Regions from separate parts of the Sus scrofa genome. Here region 2 is linked to region 1. Evidence: chromatin contacts called from public Hi-C data. All regions are on one chromosome and are shown on one strand. Each heading gives the region's core, a stretch centred on a gene start, on an enhancer-like site or on the middle of the called end of the contact. The rest is flanking DNA. Distances are from core to core; before and after follow the strand shown. Region 1 holds the start of CCDC189 (coiled-coil domain-containing protein 189). Region 2 holds the start of LOC100736818 (cardiotrophin-1).

Region 1 (4,843 bases), core at 1,123-3,622:
AACCCCTAGCCTGGGAACCTCCATATGCCGTGGGAGCGGCCCAAGAAATAGCAACAATAACAACAACAACAAAAAAGACAAAAGACAAAAATAAATAAATAAATAAATAAATTAGTGCACACATACCAATTCCCATTCAGGAGCCCTTCTGCTTTTATGTGTGTGTGTGGTTTACAGTCACTTTCACCCTAATAGCTAAGACAGTGTTTCTTTTCCTTTTTTTTTTTTTCCCAGCCACACCCACGGCATGCAAAAGTTCCCAGGCCAGGATTCGAACTCATCCACACAGTGACAGTGCCAATCCTTAACCCACTGAGCCACCAGGGAACTCCCAGTAATTTTTTTTTTTTTAACTATCTTTGTCTCCTCCAAATCTACACCAGTGCCAAGTACACAGTCATAATACAAATACATGTAATACTTTTAAAACCTGAATTGGGAGTTCCCGTCGTGGCGCAGTGGTTAACGAATCCGACTAGGAACCATGAGGTTGCGGGTTCGGTCCCTGCCCTTGCTCAGTGGGTTAACGATCCGGCGTTGCCGTGAGCTGTGGTGGAGGTTGCAGATGCGGCTCGGATCCCGCGTTGCTGTGGCTCTGGCGTAGGCCGGTGGCTACAGCTCCGATTCAACCCCTAGCCTGGGAACCTCCATATGCCGCGGGAGTGGCCCAAGAAATAGCAACAACAACAACAAAAAGACAAAAAGACAAAAAAAATAAATAAATAAAACCTGAATTGTACTCTTAACCAAGTCATTCAGATTCCAAAGTCTCTGTTCTTATCCACTGTGATTTGCTGCCCAAATATAAAATCAATTGTGTGTGTGTGTGTTTGTATAGGCAGGGAATTCAGCAGCCTGATTATCAAGATCCTTTCCTCTCCAGGACCTTTCCCAGAACTTAATTAAGCTTCCTAGATCCTAGGGTTCTGGCCCTACCCCTCAGCTCCGATGTTCCTGGCTCTGTGAGAGGGGTCTCATCACGCGTTGGCCCTTCCTGGGTCCCAGGCGCCTCTGGCCCTGAAGACAGCTCCCCCTGGCTCTCATGGTGTCGGAGAAGGGCTTCCACAGTTTCATCCAGCTGAAAGGAGAAAGCACCAAAAATGTTAGGAATCCCTCAGGTGCTTCCTAGCATGATACTCCCTTTCTAACAGAGAAGTCTGAGAACTGGCAGCTGGATCAAAGCCCAGTCTTGTAAAGGAGAGGGGCATTCACCTGGGCCCAGTAGCGATTGACAATGAGGAGTGTGGCATCATCTGTAGCCTGCCTCTTCTCCAGTTTCTCAATTCGTTCTCGGAGTTCATCTTCACAAGCCTGTCTCTGTTCCAATCGCTCTGCTAGTTTCTTGTTCTTGAACTGCAGAACCTTCAGGTCCATCTCCTCCTACCAAGGAAACAGAGGGGCCGAGGAGAGAGAGGGTCAAGAAGGGCCCAAGAAACCAATCAGAGAAAGAGACAAAGGAAAGCAGATAGAACGGATGTGAGAGGGGAGCAGACTGCTAACAGGACATACAAAGCTCAGACACCCACGGAGGAAGCGTCTTGTTTGTAAGGAGCGTCACGTTCTGCTCCTGCCTCTTTCTACCTGAAGTCTGACATGTCTGTCACACGCTCTCTGGGAACCTGTTTGCCTATCTGCGAGGGGAAGGCAGACGTCATGTCCTAGGTTTCCTTCAACAGAATGCTCTGTAAAGTGGATCTGGTTAAACTTGGGGAACTGGGAAAACGGTTCTGGGAAGTTGGGCGGGCTGGGGCAGGAGCCCACGAACCGTGGAAGAGATGCCCCCAAGACGAATGGGCTCTATAAGCGTTGTTGTTGTCTTCTCCTCGCGGTTCAGCTTCTTCTCTGGGGGCCCCGAGCCCCCATCGCCGGCGGCGCGTTTGTTGCCGGGCCCAGACATGGCCGCGGCGGCGAGGAGCGGCCCCCGGTCTCTCGAGGACGTCAGGCAGGCGGACTCGGCACTTCCGTCACCTGCAGAAGACAGAGAGTAGAGCTGGGGAAGGGGACGGAGGTCCGCAGCCACGAGCCTACCCCCGCACACAGCTGCCGGACCCCGCCCCGCCGGCCCCGGGCCCCTCACCAGCAGCAGGATCAGCCTAGCGCCGCCATCTTGGACTTCACCGGACGTCACTGGGCACCCCCGCCCCCCAGCACAGAGCGCAGGCGCCAGAGGCAGCGCCGGATGTGGCGAAATCTTCTCCAGTTCCTGTTTCTATTGGTTGTGCTTTGTTCCTCCTCTTGCGTCCGTTTGGTTTCTTTCTGAACACCTCCTCTTTCTCTCAGTGATTGGCCGGTAGGCAGTTGCCATGGTAACTGACAACACACTTCCACTCCGCAGTCCTAATAACGCCGCCTGCCTCAGATTAACAACTTCGAAGAGAGGGCACCGGGGCGGGGTTTGCATCTTATTATGCATGCGCATTCTCTTCTCACAGTTTGGCGAGCACGGTACACTTTCTCCCTTCCTACTGGATCCTCCTTAGCAACCGTCACCGTTGAGACGGAGGGACGCCCCCAGCCGATTGGCTGTACCCGGCCTCTCTGCAGCGTAGATTGGCTGAAGCGTCGATAAGGGCCAGGCCTTGGCAGTCGCCGCCCGAGATCGGCTGTCCCAGAACCGAGGCAGGATAAAGACGGTGGGGACCCGCGACACAGAGGAGCGACCAGATGATCCGCCGGAAATCCAGCCAATTCCGGCGACTGAAAAGGCGGTCGGAGCTGGACCAGCACTCCGAACTGCGGCGAGAACATGAGAAAGACCATGAGAAGGACCTCAGCTCGTTGGATGAATCGGCCAAGAGGATGGGAACAGGAGTGCGGACCGAGTCAGGGACCGTGGCCTCAGTGGATGCGAATGAAGATCCTGCAGCCAACTTGTTCCCGGTGAGGACAGGTCAGAGTGGTCTGCTCATGAATGTTTATAAAAGGGCTCCCAGGCAGGGGGCCGTTTGTTTCCCGGGCTGCCTTGGTGAAGAGGCAGGCTTGAACTGCTTGTCAATACGCTCATGAATAGTACTTAGGGATCGCCGAAGCCCAGCCCGCCGGTATTGCTAGTACACAGTTTTTAAGATGAGAAGGCAAGGTATCGCGTTGTTAGACCACCAGAGATTCACCAAGGGCAAAGAACCACGGGCCAGGACTAACAACGCAGCTCTGCCTTTCCCAATCCGCTTTCTCTCCCGCAGCCGCCGCTACCCCAGCCCCGGATCTGCATATGGTGAGTGTGAAGAGCTTTGAGGGAAAGTTACCCTTCACACTTGTATTATTCCTTTAGCGCTTCCTTACGAGCCTGTCAAACAGGACGGAATTCCCATTTTACAGACAAGGAGACTGAGGCCCAGAGATACAATTACCCAAGATGACTATAAGCCAGGTCTCCCGCTGCCTCAGTGACTTTGTTATAAAGTTACACAGCGAGTTAGTGGAAGAGCCAAACCTCTTAACTCAGGTCTCTTGCTTCCCAGTCCTACGCTCTAGCCATCATAGCCTTGTCCTAAGACTAATGCATAATGGCCAACACCTTTTCCCCTCTTTTCCTATGATAGGAAGTACCTCGACATCCATTCCATGCAGAGGCTGGAGAAGACAACCAACGTGGAGGAGATGAGGGAGTATGGCGGGGAGTAGGGACAGGAAGAACTGGCTCTTGGAGAAGGCTGAGGCAGTGGGCTGGGAAGGCATGAGGAATGCCTGGCTCCAAAGCACCTTGTGACTTAGTGTAGGGTGGTGAAGGGAGATGAAGGGAGACTCTAGTTGCCACTCATTCCTTCCTCTCTCCTTCCCAAGGGTGCTGGCTGAGTTGTTGGGGCTCAGCTGTCCTGAGCAGAACCTGCGAGATGCCATCACCCTGGACCTCTTCTCCCACATACTCATCTTCTGCCGCCATCAGGGCTTCTCACTGGAGCAGACATCAACAGCTTGTGCCCTGCTCCAAGATCTTCACAAGGCCTGTATCGGTAAGAGGAGAGGCTACCCGAGAGTTGAGTCCAGGGCAGAGGAGGAGGATGGCACAAGTGACCAGGGGAGTCAAAGCAGGATTACCACCTGAAACCATGGTTCTGACATTACTAGGAGTATCATCACACACAACTTATCTCACCTCACCTTTCAAATCCTCCATTTCCTATTTTTTTTTTTCTTTTAAGCGCTACTCCCATGGCATTCGGAAGTTCCCAGGTTAGGGGTCAAATCGGAGCTACAGCTGCCAGCCTACATACACCTCAGCCACAGCAATGCCAGATCCTTAACCCAGAGTGGGGCCAGGGATCGAATGTGCATCCTCCTGGATACTAGTCGAGTTCATTACTGCTGAGCCACACGGTAACTCTCTATTTCCTTCTTTCTTTCTTTTCTTATTTTTTGTGCTTCTTAGGGCCGCACCCGCGGCATATGGAGGTTCCCAGGCTAGGGGATCTAATTAAAGCTACAGCTGCCAGCCTACACCACAGCCACAGCAATGCCAGATCCGAGCCGTGTCTGCAACCTACACTGCAGCTCATGGCAGTGCTACATCCTTAACCCACTGAGCAAGGCCAGGGATTGAACCCACAACCTCATGGTTCCTAGTCAGATTCATTTCTGCTGTGCCACGACAGGAACTCCTATTTCCTTATTTATTTATTTATTTTTCATTTGTTTTTGTCTTTGTGCCTTTTCTAGGGCCACTCCCATGGCATATGGAGGTTCCCAGGCTTGGGGTCAAATCGGAGCTGTTGCCACCGGCCTACGCCAGAGCCACAGCAACATGGGATTCAAGTTGTATCTGTGAGCTACACCACAGCTCACCGCAACGCCGGGTCCTTAACCCACTGAGCGAGGCCAGGGATCGAACCCTCAACCTTGTGGT
Region 2 (5,172 bases), core at 452-2,951, 91 kb before region 1:
TGACCACCTCTTCCAGGTTGGCTCTTCCTTCCTGAATCCAGAAACTCCACTCTGGTTTGGGTTTTTTTTTTTTTTTTTGGTTGCTGTTGTTGTTGTTGTTTTGCTTTTTAGGGCCAAACCTGTGGCATATGGAGTTTCCCAGGCTAGGGGTCGAATCAGAACTACAGCTGCTAGGCTACACCACAGCCACAGCAACATAGGATCCAAGTCATGTCGGCGACCTACACCACAGCTCGGGGTAACACCAAATCCTTAACCCACTGAGTGAGGCTGGGGATTGAACCCACAACCTCATGGTTACTAGTCAGATTCCATTTCCACTGCACCACAATAGGAACTCCCAGAAGCTCCACTCTGAATCCTCCAACTTTTAAGCCAGGCAGGCTCTGTCCCCTTCCAACTGAGGGAAAATGAAGCACCAGACATTTGCCAAGTGGTTGTTCTACCTGAAATGTATTCCCTGTGCCTAGATCATTGTTGAAATCCTATTAAAGCCAAATTCAAATACTGCCTCCCCAGTGTAGATTTACCCCTCCTTTAAATTAACTTCTTCTTTCTACTTAAGGCCATTTGTTCATACTTCCAAAGTGGTGGGTGGTTTTTGGTTTTTGGTTTTTTTTTTTTTTTTTTTTTTTTTTTGGCAGCCCCCAGGGCATGTGAAAGTTTCCAGCCAGGGATCAAACCCGCAGGGCAGTTGCTACCTTTGCCACAGTTGCGGCATAAGAGAACTTCCCCAAGGTGGTTTTTTTTAATGGCTCTTTTTTTTTTTTTTTTTTTTCCCCTGTGAGAATCTGCCTCAGCCTGGGAATCCTTTGAGGGTTGGGCTCATACATCTCTCTCTCAGAGATTGTTTGTGGAATTCAGCATCATTGATGCACAGATCTTTAAATTGAAATGAGCCGTTAAGCCCATTTTACAAGTTGGGAGACTGAAATCCCACTCCTTTCCTGATGGCCCGTCTATGCAAGACGCTGGGCATTGCGCAGCATCAATGAATCGGCAGCAATCTACCTTCACTAGCACAAGCTAGAGGGTGGCGCCCCGGGAGGACTACATTTCCCTAGATGCCCATCGCGCGTGTCCAGGGCATGCTGGGGAATGTAGTCTTGGCCCGGCAACTCCCGCCCCCGCCCCCGCCCCGCCAGAGTTTGCCCCGCGGGTCCCTATCCTTAACAGCCTCGACTTTCGCTTCCTGTTGTCACTCACCAGCCCCTGTGGCCAAAGGCTTCTTCCTCTAACTTTACACGTCCCTCTGGCTCCCAGCTGTGATTCTTTCCCGATACTCTGAGAGGATCCGATGTCCTGTCCCAGCCACGACCCCAGTCCTCCCCCAAGGTGTACTCGAACCCAGGATCTACCTCCTGAGTCCAAATCCCTGAAGGCACAGCCCCAGGCCTCCTCTAAACTCTGGCGTTTGCCCCTGCCCCCAGCTCACCCACAACTCACCCGCTCGTTACCTGACACCGGGGCCCTGCTCTCCCCCACTCAGGCCGCTCCCTTCCCGTACCTAGGGGTGGCGGGGACCCAGACTCCAGCTTCCAGCCCTTCTGACCCCTGCTCCCCTCAGGCACTCGGCATCTGACCCTTCAGTCCCTTACCCAGACTTCCCTCCCTCCGGTTCATGCTGTCCCCTGGCTGATCCTGGTAGCCTCCACGCCCCCCTTCCGAGGGGGGAGAAGGGGGAAAAGGGTAGGGGCGTGGCCGGGGCGTAGCCAATCACGGCTCAGACCCCAACAATCTACCCCCCCCTCACCACCCCGCCCCCCGCCGCCCCAGGCAGGATTCCTTGGCCCTGAGCTCAGGTCCTTGCTTGCGCAGCCTCGTCGGGGAGGGGGCCTGAGGAGGGCAGCAGGATGTCTGCAGGTTGGACTCAGGCTTGGGTGCCAGGGCCTGGGAGGCAGCCTGGGTCCCAATGAGAGGAGAAGGCTCAGGCTCCGACCTGGGGTTAGTCTTGGCCTCTGGGCTGTTTTTTCCGAGAAAACTGGGGGGATAGGAGAGGGCGCAGCTGGCAGGCCTGGAATGTGCTGGCCCTCCCTCTTGGCGGGGAAGGGAAGGGGAGAGCCAGGTGCTTGAGAGGCCGAGATGGGGGCCCTCAGGCTTGGGCCACACCTGCTGGCATAAACACCTCCTGGCCTATTGCAGATGCCTTCTGCCCTTGCTCTCATAGTCACAGCTACTAGGAGGGGACCACCACCTCGTCTTACCAGTAAGAGAACCCTTCCGACACACCCGCATCTACTGAAGGCTTCTTGCGCTGGAACAAGCTTCAGAGATAGGTCCAGGGAGTCACACCCACACATCTACCCACAAACCCGATGAGGACAAACGCTGACCGGTCCGTACACACTTACTTATTCCCACAAATGGTTCCCAAGTACCCCCTCTGTCCTGGGCTCTGGGCCCCAGAGGGGATCCATTCTTAGTCTCTGGCCCCCTGAGGAGCTCAATCTGATAGTGAGACCACAGACAAAAGCAGGTAATGTGAACTGGGAAGGAGGCCCCTGTGTCTTTAAGTATTTCACCATGAGCAGACAACTGCCAGAATAAAGGAAGAAAGGGAACAACTGGCAGAGGGCACAGCATGTGGCACCATCACGCGCATATTAACAGTGACTCTTGTTGGGTATTTACTATGCGCAAGATGCTGTTCTAAGAGTTACATGTATATTAACTCATTCCCATGTTACAGCTGAGAAAATAGTGATAAGTGACTTGTTTGAGGTCACTGGACAAGCAGAGCTGGGATTTTACCCCAGCGATTTGGCCCAGAAATGATGTCATAACCACCTCTGAACATAGTCACACCAAAACACACAGACCCGAGAGCCACACCCTTGACACATTCACACACAGCAACACAAATTTAGAATGTCATACCTGCTGGCAAACACAGCCTCAAACAAAATCAACCAAGACACATGTATTTTAAGTAAGCTTTTCATTGACGTGCTATAGACACAGGGTAAAGTACACACATCCTATATGTACAGCTCCGCGAATTTTCCAAGAGTAAATATGCCGTGGGAACCAGCACCAGATTAAGAAACGGAATCTGACCAGTTCCCAGAGGCCCCTCTTAGCCCCTCCCAGTCCCCAGGGTGACCACTCTCCCCGGTGTTTCGCACCATTTATTGGTTTTGTCCAGAACTTTCTCTGAATGGGATCACAGGGCGTATTGCTTCTCTGACCTCTTTCACGAGACGTCCCCATGTTGTGTGTAGCAGGACATCACTCTCCTTGCCCTGTCGTCCATGGTGTGAACAGGCTACAATTTATTTTCCATGGCCCTGTGGATGGGTTGTTTCTAGCCTGAGGCGCTTAGGAACAGAGCTATGGACATTCCAGTACAGGTCCCTTGGGGCTCCTACCCACGCATTTCTGATGGGTGTTAACCATCCAGGAGCGGAACTGCTGGGTCACAGGGTTGGTGTACGTTCGGTTTCACTAGAAAAGCGCCAGCTTTCCAAAGTGTCTCTATCAATTTACACTCCCCCAGAAATATGAGAGGTCCAGTTGCTCTACTTCGCCTCCACTTGGCAAGGTCTCATCTGAGCCATTCTGGAGGGTGGAAGAGGCACTCAGTACATTTACAGTGTCTGGCACGTAACTGGCCCTCAGTTAATAGCCTGTAGAATGAATGGATGAAGAGATAGTTGCAGCGTAGAACCAGGCAGCCGAGCAAGGGACACACACACACGCAAACACACACACACAAACACACACACCGTTCCAGGGTCCACCCACGCGCAGCGGTCGCACCCGGGACACAGATCCTCTCGCGCCCCCTGGCGCCCACGTGGTCTGAACGCACGGCCGCAGCCCCGCCGCGCGCGTCCAGTCGCCGAGCTGCCCCAACCTCCCTCTCGGCCGCGGGCAGGGGGCGCTGCGCGTCCGGGCGCCTCGAGGCGGAGGCGGCGGGCCCGGTCGGGGCGGGGCCGGCCGGCTTCCAGGCCTGGGCTCTGGCCGCCCGCGCCGCCGGGCGGCTCCGGGGACGGGCCGGGGCGGGGCGCGGCGGCAGGAAGCGGGGCGGGGACTCGCGGAGGCGTTGGGGAGCGAGGGAGGGCGCGGCCAACTCCCGGAGGGGCGACAGGCCGAGAGAGCGGCGCCCCGGCCTGGCGCCGAGCCTGAGCCCGCCGGACGGGAGGCGGCCCAGCCGCGGGCTCGGCCTCGGCCCCAGCCCCGCCAGCATGGCCGGCCGGACCGTGCGGGCCGAGACCCGGAGCCGGGCCAAGGATGACATCAAGAAGGTGATGGCGACCATCGAGAAGGTCCGGAGATGGTGAGCGCTGCCCCGGGGGCCAGGGACGGGCCACGGCGGGCCATTCCTCCCCCGACACGTCCACACCCCCTCCGCCACCTGTGGCCCCCAGGTGTTAGGTGTGCCCCTCTCCCCCGCCGCCCCCAGCTGCGTCCTGGATCTGCAGGGCTCTATCTCTCTTCTCCTGGCTACACCCTGGGGTCTACAAAGCGTGTTCCCCAGCCCTGCCCTCCCAGAGCTGGAACCCCCCCTTTATGCCCCGCCCCCTAAAGCTTTGACACTCCTCCCGCAAGTGTGCCCCGGGATCTTCGAGGCTGTGGTCCCAGGCCTATAGTCGCGCTCTCCATGTATACCCCAGGGGTCTGCCGCGTCGTGACCCCAGCCTATTTTTTTTTCTCTCCCTCTCTCTCTTTCTCCCGCCCCCCACCTATGCCCTGAGGTCTGCCGGGCTTCTCCCTCCAAGTCCCATTAGCCACGCTGCCGCTTCTTTTGCGCACCACCCCCACCTCCACACGTATCCCCAGATACATCCAGCTCCTGGGCTGGCTCTCTCCTCAGGCCTCTCTGACCCCGTCCCTCCACCGTCCCACAGGGAGAAGCGCTGGGTGACTGTGGGTGACACTTCCCTGCGTATCTTCAAGTGGGTGCCAGTGGTGGACCCCCAGGAAGAGGTGAGCAAGCTCCCCCACACCAGGCCCTGCATCTGGGCCACCTCGGGCAAGCCCCTCCCGGCGGCTGGCCTCCACCTCCAGTCCCCACTTAGACCTTACATGCAGCCTCGGGAACAGATGTTAACAATTATTAGCAACTCCGCCTCTTTCCCCTCCCCCGCCACCAGACCCCCTGAGTTCACGGCCTAACGCCGCCGCCGCCGCCGCCGTGGCGCACAACCTGTCGCTCACGGAGGGCCTTCT

What was found. A called contact is a pair of places that touch in the nucleus more often than the background predicts.
Region 2: a contact with region 1 is called in a Hi-C map of liver, with 7 times the contacts expected there. The contact joins the promoter of LOC100736818 here to the promoter of CCDC189 in region 1. A contact is called at or near these places in 4 of 5 promoter capture datasets (fetal liver, fetal skeletal muscle and liver), 4 of 47 Hi-C or Micro-C datasets (heart right ventricle, liver and skeletal muscle) and 2 of 2 datasets of contacts at active chromatin or transcription factors (alveolar macrophages and skeletal muscle).

The regions. Positions count from the first base shown.
Region 1 is chr3:17,633,782-17,638,624 of Sscrofa11.1, forward strand. It overlaps CCDC189 (coiled-coil domain-containing protein 189), which reads left to right and starts at 2,373. Exons shown (of 8, transcript XM_013992414.2): 1 at 2,373-2,880; 2 at 3,183-3,214; 3 at 3,543-3,608; 4 at 3,784-3,953. The coding sequence starts at 2,665. RNF40 (E3 ubiquitin-protein ligase BRE1B) reads right to left here and starts at 2,209. Exons shown (of 20, transcript XM_021086412.1): 1 at 2,078-2,209; 2 at 1,766-1,968; 3 at 1,213-1,380; 4 at 937-1,078. The coding sequence starts at 1,897.
Region 2 is chr3:17,543,549-17,548,720 of Sscrofa11.1, forward strand. LOC100736818 (cardiotrophin-1) reads right to left here and starts at 1,702. Exons shown (of 3, transcript XM_021086414.1): 1 at 1,599-1,702. The coding sequence starts at 1,623. It overlaps BCL7C (B-cell CLL/lymphoma 7 protein family member C), which reads left to right and starts at 3,998. Exons shown (of 6, transcript XM_013995586.2): 1 at 3,998-4,279; 2 at 4,851-4,929. The coding sequence starts at 4,188.